Linked DNA regions of Pan troglodytes: region 2 is linked to region 1. Evidence: chromatin contacts called from public Hi-C data. All regions are on one chromosome and are shown on one strand. The core of a region is the stretch at or near the end of the contact, and the rest is flanking DNA. Distances in the headings are between cores, read along the strand shown.

Region 1 (6,132 bases), core at 1,793-4,292:
GTCTCCACCCCCACCCAGGTTGCAAGCCAGACTTACGTTCTTGCCGTGGTCCTGGCTGGGCTCCTCCGGGGCCAGTTCACCAATCAGCAGGGGTTTCAAGAACTTGCCCACGAATTCCAGGTCAGGGTGGAAGGCGCGGAAGGCATCCTGGAGAGCAGAGGGCAGTGGTGAGGCTGAGACCCGACCTCTGTCTGCTCTTGGGCCCCAAGGAGGACAGTGCTCACCAGCAACAGCTCCATGTGCGCACCCAGACACCAAACGGGGTCTCCTGTGATCTGGCCCCAAATGCCATCTCCAGCATTTTTCCAGGACAAAGCCCTCAGTGCCCAACGCCAATGGCAACAGCCACCTGCGCTTCTGTGCTGGTGCAGGCATGCTACACTCCCCAGGGGTTTGTGAATAGATGCATAGGCTGCCTTTGGGCAGGTCGGGAAATGGTGACCCTCCAGGAAGGCGCACCAGGCAGACACGGGGCTCAGGGAGGACTTGAGCCTCGACTGCTCGTGAGCTGAGTGCCTTGCATGGTGCACAAACCGCACCACCCACCATCTCTTACCAGTTCCTCACCTACATGTCCAGGGTTGTCAATGAAAAGGACAAGACCGAATACTACCATGGCACTGGAAATGTGCTGTGATGAAGTAAACAAAAAAATAAACACAGAATTATGTAAAAAGCGTTCCTGAAAAAAAGCCTAGGAGGATCTAGGCTATTATTGCACATGTTAAGGTAGTTGGATTATGCCTTGCTTTATTTTCATTACTTTCCAAACTCTAACACTGCTATAATGATACACATTTTAATCTTTTTTTCCCAATTATAAAGTAAAAACGTGCTGAGTTTTGGCCAAGTTAGAAAAGGCACAGCAGAATAAAGAGGAAAATAAATATCACCCAGAAAGTGGTCATTATTGCTAATATTTTAGCATTTTTCCTTCCAGCTTTTTTCTATACATATTATGCATATTACATGAATTATCTCATAAAAAATCTAGTATTTCTATTAGAGATGAGCCAGCACCAGGCTCCCCTGAGGTGATGCAATAGAATGTCCCAGTGGTGAACACTGTGTAATCTGCATCAAATCAAGCTTCCAGACATTGGTAGGATTGGCAAACCAGTCAAACTCCACCATGAGAAACAATCAGGAAAATCAATATAGCTGGGGAAAAACATACAAGTTTGTGGAAAAAACAAAAGTACAGAAGCATGGTCTAGATTAAAAGAGACTAAAATGATATAAAAACTGCAACTCTTGACTGGTCGCAGGGGCTCATGCCTGTAATCCCAGCACTTTGGGAGGCAGAGGCAGGAGGATCACTTGAGGCCAGGAGTTCAAGACCAGCCTGAGTAACATAGCAAGACCCCTGTCTCTACTAAGAATAAACAAAATTAGCCAGGCATGGTGGCCTGCACCAATAACTCCAGTTACTCGGGAGGCTGAGGCAGGAAGATACAATAAGCAATGATGGTGCCACTGCACTCCAGCCTGGGCAAGAGAGTGAGACCCTGTCTCAAAAAACAAACAGGCCGGGCACAGTGGCTCATGCCTGTAATCCCAGCACTTTGGGAAGCCGAGGCAGGGCGATCACCTGAAGTTAGGAGTTTGAGATCGGCCTGGGCAACATGGTGAAATCCCACCTCTACTGAAAATACAAAAATTAGCCAGGTGTAGCGGCGCACGCCTGTAATCCCAGCTGCTCAGGAGGCTGAGGCATGAGAATCCTTTGAAACCAGGAGGTGGAGGTTGCAGTGAGCCAAGATTGCACCACTGCACTCCAGCCTGGGCGACAGAGTGAGACTTTGACTCAAAAAACAAACAAACAAAACAACATCCTGCAATTCTTTAATGTGACAGGCTCTCACTTGAAGGAAAAAATAAGTTATACCAGGTTTTTCGGGAGTTGAATGAGAAAAAATGAATATGGACCAGATATTTGATCATATCAAGGAATTACTATTAATTTTCTTAAATGTGACAAAGGTACTGTGATGATGTTAGAGCATCTCTTCCTTTTTTCTCCGGAAATGATGAAGACCTTAGGGATGTGATCACACAATGACGCAGCTTATTTTCAAAAGGCAACTGCACACATATAAAGAGGAAAAACGCAAATGTGGCAAAATGTTAAGACTAGTGAATCTTGGTTGAGGATACACAGGTGTTTGCTTGTTCCTTCAACATTTAAGGATGTTGGGAAAATTTCAAAATTAAAAAGAAGAGGGGGCCGGGTGTGGTAATCCCAGCACTTTGGGAGGCCGAGGCGGCGGATTGCCTGAGGCCAGAAGTTTGAGATCAGACTGGCCAACATGGTGAAACCCCGTCTCTACTAAAAATACAAAAAAAAAAAAAAAAAAAAAATTAGCCAGGTGTGGTGGCACACGCCCGTAATCCCAGCTACTTGGGAGGTTGAGGCAGGGAATTGCTTTAGCCAGGGAGGTGGAAGGTTGCAGTGAGCTGAGATGGTGCCACTGCACTCCAGCCTGGCGACAGAGCGAGACTCCATCTCAAAAAAAAAAAAAAAAAGGGTCGGGGGAAGGTGGAGAAAGTGCTAACCACTCCTGGAAATCTTTTCACCCCCACACGTAAGGATCTCCCAAGGGTAACTGCCAGTCTCCCATCATCTCCTTACTGCATCACTGGCATCAAGTCCTTTGCTTGGTCTTTGTTCTATTTGTGTCCAGAACAGACTGACAAAGCAACACTTCGTGCAGGAGAAAACTGGGCCCACGGTTTCTTAAAAAATGCCTGTGACCCATTAGCCGAGCCGAAAAGGGATGGTAGCAGAGGATCAGGTCAAGAGTATTTTCAGGGAAAAGAGATGTGCTATTCCAGGGCCCTGGGGAGGCAGGGAGAAGTCCCTGGGGAGGCAGGGAGGAGGCCCTGGGGGCAGGCAGGGAGGAGGCCCAGGGTGCGGGCAGGGAGGAGCCCAGGGTTGCAGTGGTGACCAGCTTTGCTGGCTCTGGGTGGGGTGATCAGTCCCCACCAGAGCCTCAGCCGCCTATGCAAAATGAGCAAGGCCCTGGGAGAGGCCCGGAGGAGCTGCCAAAGTCAGGGCCCAGGGCTGGGCCTGAAAAAGCCCCTTCATTGGTCCTCCTCACATCACACCACGGCCTTTGAGAAATGAACAGGAAGTCCCTGGTAAGGCAGTTTCCTGAGAAGCAGCTGCAGTGGCTGATAACTAATGGATTCCTCTTGTCTCATTGAAAGGCAAGACTCAATGGCTTGCAAATAGACTTATCTCCACTCCTGCTGCCTCCCCACACCCGAACCCTGCAGTCTAGGTTCCAACTCCAAGGGAGCAGACAGATGACGAGCCCTGCCTTGACCTTGGTTGCTCCTCAGCCATTTCCAGAGGGCTCTCGGGCAGCCTCACCTCCCTGAGCCCAGGGGTAATGGGCATGCGCCAGGCAGGGAGCCAGGAGTGTTGCTCATGTTACTCCCTTAGGCCTTAAGCCCCAACTTCTGAGATGAAGATGCAGGAGCTCAGGAAGCAAAGTCCTGGGCTCCAGGTGGCAGAGCCAGGATCAAATCCAGGTCCATCTGCCTCTAAGGACTCTTTTCTCACGTGCCACACGCTTCCTGCCGTTTTAGAAAACCGAGCAGTCTGTTGGATCAGCTCCTTGCCCATGGTCAATGTGGCAGCTTTCCGAGCAGGCCTGGTGTGGACCGCCCTTGAACATACCACGCTCCTTTCCACACCAGGGCTGCCTCCATTCGGGACTCAGCCTCAACATCACCTCCAAGAGGCTTTTCCCAACATCACATCCAAAAGAGCTCTCCCAGCCCTGGGCCTTCCCTGGGTCATTGCCCTGTTAGATCTTCATAGCAGTCATCAAGGTTCGTCATCAGACTGCGTGACGTACCCACTTGTTTATGGCCTGCGTCCCCTGCTGGAGCATAAACCCCAGTTGGGAAGGCCTGCACCTGTCTTGTTCGCTGCAATAAACACAGTGCCTGTAACGGGGCCTAATAAGATGGCTCACGAGGGAATGAATGGACCCAGGACCCCACAGCTGCACACACTCTGATCTCATACTTTCCCACTGTGCAGTCATGACCAGACACTTGTCCTCTTCTGCGTTTCACACAACTTGGCTTCTGCCTCTGGAACACCAAAAGTCTTCTCCGGCATCCCCACGCTGGTGGTTGCTACAGCTGCCACCTGCTGAGGTGACGCAGGCGAGCCACGGGGCCATGGGAGTGGCTTGCATACATCAGCCAGGAATCTTTACCAAACTTCGTGAGGCAGGTCCTTTTTTAGAGATAAGAAATCAGGCGTAGGTTGGCAGAGCCACCTGCCCACTATCACACTTGGGAATGAGCTGAGCAGAGTTTGAGTCACATGTGGCTACCTTGAGCATTGCCCGCTGTTCGTACAAAGGCTTCCCTCAACACGAGTGTCCTCCTCCCTGAGAGGTGATTATATTTTGTGTCTCTCCCTTCACATTGCCATAAATGTGTCTCACACGCTGGCAGAAGGTTTCCAGCACCTGCCGGGTTACAGAAATATCTGGCAGGTATAAGGCAGACCAGGATTCAAGGCAAGGGAGGGCCAACCCAAACTTTGTCTTTGGACCAAGAATTGGAACTAGGCTCTATCCTAGTGTAACGGGAGAGAAGCCAGAGACTTTCCAGGAAGAGGACCCGGGACATGGGGAAGAGAAAGGATTGGTAAACAGGTGGAGAAAGCAGAGATGCACCCGCCTCGGCAGGGCAGGTGTGTGAGGTGGGGAGGTCAGAACACCCTGATTCTGAAGCGCTTGTCACACTTCGCTCTTTGCCAGTTCCTGCTTCTGCCATCACCCAGGTCTGATGCCAGTCAACTTCTCCACAGGGACATTTTCCCTGCCCCTGCCCCACTCTGGGTACAACTCACAGTTGCTCGCCATCCACTGAGAACCTGGTGCCAGGATTTGTTTATGGCCGTGCCCATGTCCTCTGGGGAGCAAGGCTAATCTCTGATCGAACGCTGAACAACTGGGCACTTTGCCTAGGATTTGGGAAGTGCAGCACGGGCAAGCACAGGGCACACAGTGCAGTAGGTGGCAGCCCTGCGGACCAGAACTTTATGGAACAAGTGATCTAAGAGTGTGGAGATGCACAGGAGGGACCCTCGCATTCTCCAGTGGAAATGAAGAGCAAGACAGGGACGCTGACTTCCTTTCTGCAGCAGAGAGAGGCAGGCAGGGCAGGAAGCCCCTATGCCATGTCCCCTCCAAGGAAAGAAGCAATGGAGGCTGGTGGGGCAGTGCTCTGTGGCCAAAGAGCCCTGCAGTGAGAGCCTCCCCCATAACACAGGGTCCAGGCACTACCCTGAGGGCAGAAAGGCAGGGCTGCACAGGAGACAGGCCCCTACAAAGGCAACATGGGCATGAAGAAATTGATGCCATTCTCCACTTTCATCTCAGAACTGCTTCCTGGGGATGCTGAGGCTGCAGCCACAGGAATTGGACAGCTCCCACCCAGATCTCAGCTGGGGAGATGGCGCTGCCCTCCAGGCCTGGGAATTCATAAAGCTGGGGCTGGAACCCAGGTCTCCTGCCTCTAAATACTACAACCCTCCTGCCCCGTGCAAAGGAGGCCAGAGTTCCACTTTCGATCTGTTGCGTTTTCACAAGAACATAGGAGCAGGCTGAAAGGTGGAACAAACCTCTGGTCTCTTCTCACCTTCCCTTGATTCTAAGAGGTCACCAATGCAGACCGGGCAGGAACAGTTGCTGAGACAAGGGCTAGGGGTAGGGGGCTGATGTCTAGAGGCAAAGGGTCCAGATCCAAGCCCCAGCTTGAGAGAGAGCAGGGGGAGCACATCCCACAGCTTCAGGTCTCTGTCTGTGAATAATTCATCTTTGTGTCTGGGCCCAGCTCAGAGCCATGGAGACACTCAATTAATGTTTGATGAATTGTTGCTGAAGATGAACAGTTCTGCAGTGGTGGGACTGCTGTGAAAAGAGCAGACACGCTCTTAGGGCGCGGGTGAGGGTTCCTTTTGCCCACAGCAAGGAAAAGGCGAGAGAAGCACCGCAGTACCAAAGGGAAGAGATCAGAGGTAGCAACAGGAAGGGAAGGAAGCTGGGAGGACTTGAGGTCAGATTCTGAGTTTAAGTCTGAGCACTGCCACTTGAGCCAGGT
Region 2 (6,132 bases), core at 1,548-4,047, 35 kb before region 1:
ACCAGCTGCAGGGGTTGCCCCCTACTTTTTGGGCTTCCATTGGCCTGGACTGGGTTCTCTTTGGGAGGTGGAAAAGGCGCAAATTCTGCCAATTTTTGTTCAGCCCCTCCAAGGCCCATCCTCCGTGGGACGGAGCTGGAGGGGAAGCCCCACTGCCCCATCAACCCGCCCCCTACTCCACACATACACAAGGTGGCGCTGAGTGTTGCTGCCCATGAACTTCCCTTCCGAGACAGCCAGAAAGCTCCTCAGTGCTAAAGCTGATCACCGTAGTCTCACACCTGCTTCCTCTCTGTGAGGAGGGGCCGTCTGCACATTCCCATGGACTCTTGCGGCTCTTCCCAGGGGCTCCCCTTCTAGAAAGTTCTCTCTGACCCGCAGGGCTCCTCCCCTTCCCTGCCCAGCCTGTGACTAGGGTGTCTGTGACAGCACCTGGAATACTGACGTCATTTGCTGCTGGAGGCTGGTGGCAGCCCAGAGCCTGGCCCGGGAGACCCTGGTGTGTGTTTTCTGAGAGGATGACAGACAGGGTGTTTGGGTCCTGCTTCCCTCACCCTGACTTCTGGGGCAGGAGAGCACTTGGGGAGGTCCTGTTCGGCTCACATAATCTCCCAGACCCAGGAGCAGACAGCCCAAAGTTCCCTATGGCCTCCCGGCCCAGGGCAGTGCCAGCAGAGGCCTCCTGGTAGGGCCAGGGAAGCAGAGGGTGGCAGCCCCTTCAGCTTGGTTGTGAGTGAGATGCCTGCCCTCCTCCGGGTGCCACCCAGCCCCACCGGATCCACTCAAGTCAGACAGACTTGGGGGTGGGGTGGGGTGGGGGCAAGTCCTGTTTCTGCCAGGATGCAGGCTGTGTGACCTTGGGGGAGTTCCTTGACCCCTCTGAGCAGCAGTACCTAGGGTGATGGAAGAAAGGCTCTTAGCAAAGGGCACAGCAGCAGGCTCAGTTTATTCACAAATTTTGTGCACACAACCCAGTTCCCCAGGATGACCATTTGCTCTGTCACCTAGGGCAAGTTCTTTTTTGCCTTCCCTGAGCCTCAGTTTTCAGCCGAGGGTAAGATTGGATGCTCCTTGAAAGGTACTTCCTGCCTCAGACACACGCTTCTCATGGCCAGGGCGTGCCTTGCATTCAGGGTCTCTGCACAGGCTGTTCCCTCTGCAGGGACTCCCCCTTCCTGTCACCGCCTGTTTAAATCCTGTTGGCTCCTAGTGCCACGCGGGCGCCCTGAGCCAGCGCAGGCTCCGAATGGCATTCCCTCCGTCCACACCCTGGTAGAGATCGCTGTGCGCTGGCTCCGAGGCGCTCGCCAGGGAGATGCTAACACCGAGGATCCACGACAGCCGAGCCTGCAGCGCCACCCAGGGGCGCCCGGAGCATCTGCGCCAGTGTGGGGCGGGCCGTGCTCCCTACTGTCCCTGGTAACTTGCTTTGCGGACCCCTGGGAGGCCCCGCCCTCAGCAGCCACTCCTAGGTTTCTCCGGACCACCTGGGACCCATCACTGGCAGGGGAATCTTTGCTCTTGTCCCACTGTCCCCCATGCTAGATCCCCTGGGAACAGGTCACCCTCAGTCCTGAGCTGAGCTCCCCCTTCTCCATCTGTAGGTCTCTTAGTCTCAGAACAAAGGCTTAGGGCACAGGGGCCAGGTTTGTAAAAGGAAAGAGGCTTTGGTGGAACCTCTGAACCTCTGAGAAACCGTGTTCCTTTTTTATTGTCTGTACAACAGGTGTGGGCCCGGAGGAGAAACAGCTCCCGAGGGAAACCATAACCGCAGTGTTGGTTTGTTCCTTTGATCATCAACATTTGCTACGGGTCTCCCAGCCCAGGCAGATGTTGGAAATGATGATGCCCAAGAGCCAGCCCCTGCCTGGTGTGTTGGGAGTAGCTGGAGGGGAGCAGGGGGTCAACAAACTCTTTTGTGACGGGACAGGCCATGGGTTTCTCAAGGTTCCTCCCCCCACCACACTATGTCCTCAGGCAATGAGCCACCACAACTACTGGGAGCTTGGCCTATTCCAAGCTCTTGGCTGCTGTCACTCTTTCTCTTGGACACTTGCTCTTGAATGGGACGATTTAGAAGAAAGACCTGAATGCCTTTAAAATCCAAAGCAAAGTGTTTGTGATGGTGGAGGACGATGGGGACGTGATCCTGAAATCTCAGCACGCTGGGGGGCTGCTTGTTCCGTGTATGCACTGGCCACATGAAGCCAGTCGGCTGAGAAAAGGAAAACCAGTCCCGAGGGCAGTGGCGTTTCAGCCTGGGGCAAGCCGTCCCCACCGCGCCCCATTTCCCTCTCAGATGTTGGAACAGGAACTCTTTGAGAGGCAGCTTCTTTGTCCAGAGGGGCACACCTCTCGGGGGAGGGTGCAGCCCGGCTCGCTGAGGAGTCCCGATGGGCCCAAGGCACTGTGTCACACAAGCAATGGCCAGCCACTCCTGATGGCAGCCCAAGCCCAGCCCCAGTGGCTGCCAGCTCTGCCCTGGTCCAGCTTGGTAAAGGCTTCCTCTCCCCTCCGAGTAGGCACGAGGGCTTCGGAGTGTCCAGCCAGACACCCCGAGGATCTGCCTGTGGTGCCACAGCACCCTCCCCCGCCCCACACACACACACAGCTTAGACATGGGGCTGCAGATGTCCCCGCTACCCACAAAGCTGATACCCTTTTATCTGCGTAGCTACCCTGCCCTTATCTCCTCCTCAGAGACTAACTGCCTTCCACTGCCCCCACTCCTCCAGCCAGCCGCTGGGCCTCCTGGGAGCTGTCTGACATTTGACGTGATGGGGGCAGGGTCTGGGAACCAGCCCTTTCTGTGCAGGAGAGGTGGCCAGGAGCCTGCGGGTTAGGAGCAGGGTCCTGCTGCTGTGTGGCCTGCTGCAGTCCTGTCCTCTCTCTGGGCTCAGCCTCTTCACCCATGATGGAGGTGTTGGGGTTTGATTGCTCAGGGCCTTGAATATTGGGGCACCATGACTTTGGCAGGGGATAGGGATTAGAAACTCACAATTCTGGGTGTGTTGGCAAGGGGGTCAGCTGAGTACAGGGACAGGAGGGGGCGCTTAAGCAGAGAGCAGATATGAATGTCCTCAGCTTCTTGACCCAGGGAAGTATTCAAGGGCAAGGCGGGGCTGGGTGGGGCTGGGGAAGTCAGAGAAGCTCCAAGTGCCTGGTGAGGCTAGGCCAAGATTTACCTGGTGCCCTCATAGCCCCAGCGTCCATCTGGCCTCCAGTATCCCCAACTCCAAGCCCCCTGGTTGTTATGGGTGATGGACCCATGGATTTCCAACTGGTAGGGTTGGGAGGCCTGGGCTGGTCGCCATCCTGGAGGCGGGTCACAGGCACAGGGCAGAGGGTGGGAGCCGTGCCTGCCAGGGTCTTGTAACCTTGAAGGCCACTGCCAGCGGGTCCACCAGGAGGGCAAGGCCTAGGGTAAGCGGGTGTTGAGATAATGGCATCCTTGGGGCCCCTCTAGCCTGCCCCTGTGGACTATGGCCCACAGGGCCAGGGAGGGCAAAGGACTCCCCAGAGCCACTTGGTGAATCTGGGGTGAGTCGGCCACCTCGCTCAGGGCTTCTGTAATGCCAGGCCCTACTCAGGACACCCTGTGGCCACTGGGGAGCCATACGTACCCCAGCCAGTCTGCTGGCTGTCCCTACCTGGCTGGATTTTGGCCAGGCAAAGCGGGGGTCAGGGAAGCAGGCGGGGGCTGAGGTCTACTCAGGAGCCCTCCCCAGCCCTGCTGGGAGCAGCTACAAAGCCAAGGGGAGGCCCCAAGGTGTTAACTAGCCAGTGCCTCTTGGCCCTTCCTTGGCACACTTTCCCAGGATCAGCCCTGCCAGGAAAGCCAGCCCAGAGACGATGACGGAGCAGCATGGGGGTCCATGGGAGGCCAACTGTACAAGTGCCCCTGGCATGTTGTTTTAGACTCTTCCCAGCCTCTGGGGTCAGACAGACCTAGGATCCAATCTCTGTGCCTATGAACTGGTGACCCTGAGCTAGGATGATATCAGCCCCCCAACAGCCTGTGGGTTCTGAATGAGCCATTGCATATATGGGCATGGGAGCCACAAAAAGAATCATCAGCCTCCAGAGCCTTCTTCGGCCCCCTTTTTATTTAATTTAATTAATTAATTAATTTATTTATTTGAGACAGAGTCTCACTCTGTCGCTAGGCTGGAGTGAGCGATCTTGGCTCACTGCAACCTCTGCCTCCCAGGTTCAAGCAATTCTCCTGTCTCAGCCTCCTGAGTAGCTGGGACTGCAGGCACACACCACCATGCCCAGCTAATTTTTTTTTTTTTTTTTTTTTTGAGACGGAGTCTCGCTGTCGCCCAGGCTGGAGTACAGTGGTGTGATCTCAGCTCTCTGCAGGCTCTGCCCCGCCGGGGTTCACGCCATTCTCTTGCCTCAGCCTCCCACGTAGCTGGGACTACAGGCACCCGCCACCTCGCCCGGCTAATTTTTTGTATTTTTAGTAGAGACGGGGTTTCACCGTGTTAGCCAGGATGGTCTTGATCTCCTGACCTCGTGATCTGCCCGCCTCGGCCTCCCAAAGTGCTGGGATTACAGGCGTGAGCCACCGCACCCAGCCTAATTTTTGTATTTTTAGTAGAAACGGGGTTTCACCATGTTGGCCAGGATGGTCTCGATCTCTTGACTTTGTGATCTGCCCGCCTCGGCCTCCCAAAGTGCTGGGAGTACAGGCATGAGCCACCGCGCCCGGCCTTCTCCAGCCCCTTCCAAGGAGGCCAGGAATTCTGTTTGGCCTGGCGCTCTGTGGAAGCCGGCTGGCCCAGGGATGGGAGGGCAGATTGCACTTGGGGAGACAGCTGGGGAGGGAGGATGTTAGGAAGAGTCTCTGCAAGCCCCTCCATGCCACCCGCCTTGGGTAGGGGTCAGCTGCTGAGAGGTGGCTCTCAGCCCTGTTTTAGAATTGGGCTGGGGTCGGCTGCTGAGAGGAGGAAGATGGGCCAATGTTTTTGGGTCATTTCCACCAAGTTCCGGGCCCCAGAATGAATTTCAGAGGCAGCAGGGAGAGGCGGGTGGGATGGCCACAGGGGAGGGAGGGGATACAGAGAGATGCAAGCATGGGGACTCCTCCTGGTGCCCAGGCCCAGCTAGAAGGGCCTCATCTATCACCCAATACCATGGCCTGGCATTGGCGTGCAGGAAACACAGGAAGTGAGAATAAAATTCCTTATTTTATTTCAAAAAATGTAGGGGTGGGGAAGCAACATGATAAACATTACGATCAGCTCCCTATGGGTTCATTCTGCCTCTGCGGGGGTCGGGGGCATACAGTAGCTGGGGGGCATGCCATTGCCATGGCAACCCAGATGCTTAGTTGCAGGTCCCTCCTGGCTGCTTAGAGCTGGGGGGACTAGGCGCCCTCCCCGAAAGCCCCCATTCTGAGTTGTTGGTGCCTGCCCTTCCCCTGAATCTAAGAACTGATTAGTGGGTTAGACTGCAACAGCAGCTCAGGATCCTCCCAGGACTTCCCTCCCTCCCCTCTCACTTGCCCGTCCCCTCAGCTACCAGCACCTCCAGCCCCCGCCTCCTCCTCTTCTCAGCTCCACCCTGGTCCTCATGAGGTACCCCCCTCCCCAGCCCCTCAGGGCAGCCTCCTCCTGAGACTCCCTCCCGCTCTGCCTCCCTGGCCCTCCCTGACAGTCAGGGCCACCGAGGCAAGGCCATGTGGTGAAAGGCAGATTGTCCCAAGGCCCAGCCCTGCCGCCCCCTCCTATCAGAATGCATCCTGGAGCAACAGGTTAAACACAGTAAGGGCAGGTTCAGACAGGAGAGTGCCTGAGGCAGCGCCGTCCACACAGCAGCCCCGAGATGGGGAGGGCTGGGACGAGACCTCCCAGCTCCAGTGCCCTCCTGCAGCCTGCAGGGCCCACGTCCCCTGGGGCCAAATGGCCAGGGATTGGCTGGCACTGCCCAGCTGATAACAGAGCATTTGGAGAAGGGTCAGATTGCTCCAGAATCTTGGACCTCAGGACACCCTGAGGAAAAGCTGGAGGGTGGGCTGAGCCTCCAGGCCAGCTGGCCCCTCCCTGAACGTGGCCACTGCCTCTGCTGAGTCGCAAGAGACGAGGGACTCCCCCGTTGGTCCCAAGGTCACAGGCTCAAGTTGGG

The links. Hi-C and Micro-C count contacts between places; a contact is called where the count stands out from the background.
Region 2: a contact with region 1 is called in a Hi-C map of induced pluripotent stem cells, with 1.7 times the contacts expected there. The contact joins two enhancer-like sites. A contact is called at or near these places in 3 of 7 Hi-C or Micro-C datasets (induced pluripotent stem cells and stem cell-derived neural progenitor cells) and 1 of 1 datasets of contacts at active chromatin or transcription factors (stem cell-derived excitatory neurons).

Annotation. Positions count from the first base shown.
Region 1 is chr9:64,146,846-64,152,977 of NHGRI_mPanTro3-v2.0_pri, reverse strand. FADS2 (fatty acid desaturase 2) reads right to left here. Exons shown (of 13, transcript NM_001364482.1): 2 at 557-631; 3 at 37-147. Among named protein-coding and RNA genes, the nearest start is that of FADS2, 6.8 kb to the right of the region's middle. Within about 2 kb of position 3,042, at least 7 of the 24 cell types and tissues checked have an H3K27ac peak or open chromatin away from gene starts, as enhancers often do. A contact at or near this core is called in induced pluripotent stem cells and stem cell-derived neural progenitor cells, where this site is marked.
Region 2 is chr9:64,182,081-64,188,212 of NHGRI_mPanTro3-v2.0_pri, reverse strand. FADS2 (fatty acid desaturase 2) reads right to left here. Exons shown (of 13, transcript NM_001364482.1): 13 at 5,177-6,132. Among named protein-coding and RNA genes, the nearest start is that of FADS3, 23 kb to the left of the region's middle. Within about 2 kb of position 2,797, at least 5 of the 24 cell types and tissues checked have an H3K27ac peak or open chromatin away from gene starts, as enhancers often do. A contact at or near this core is called in induced pluripotent stem cells and stem cell-derived neural progenitor cells, where this site is marked.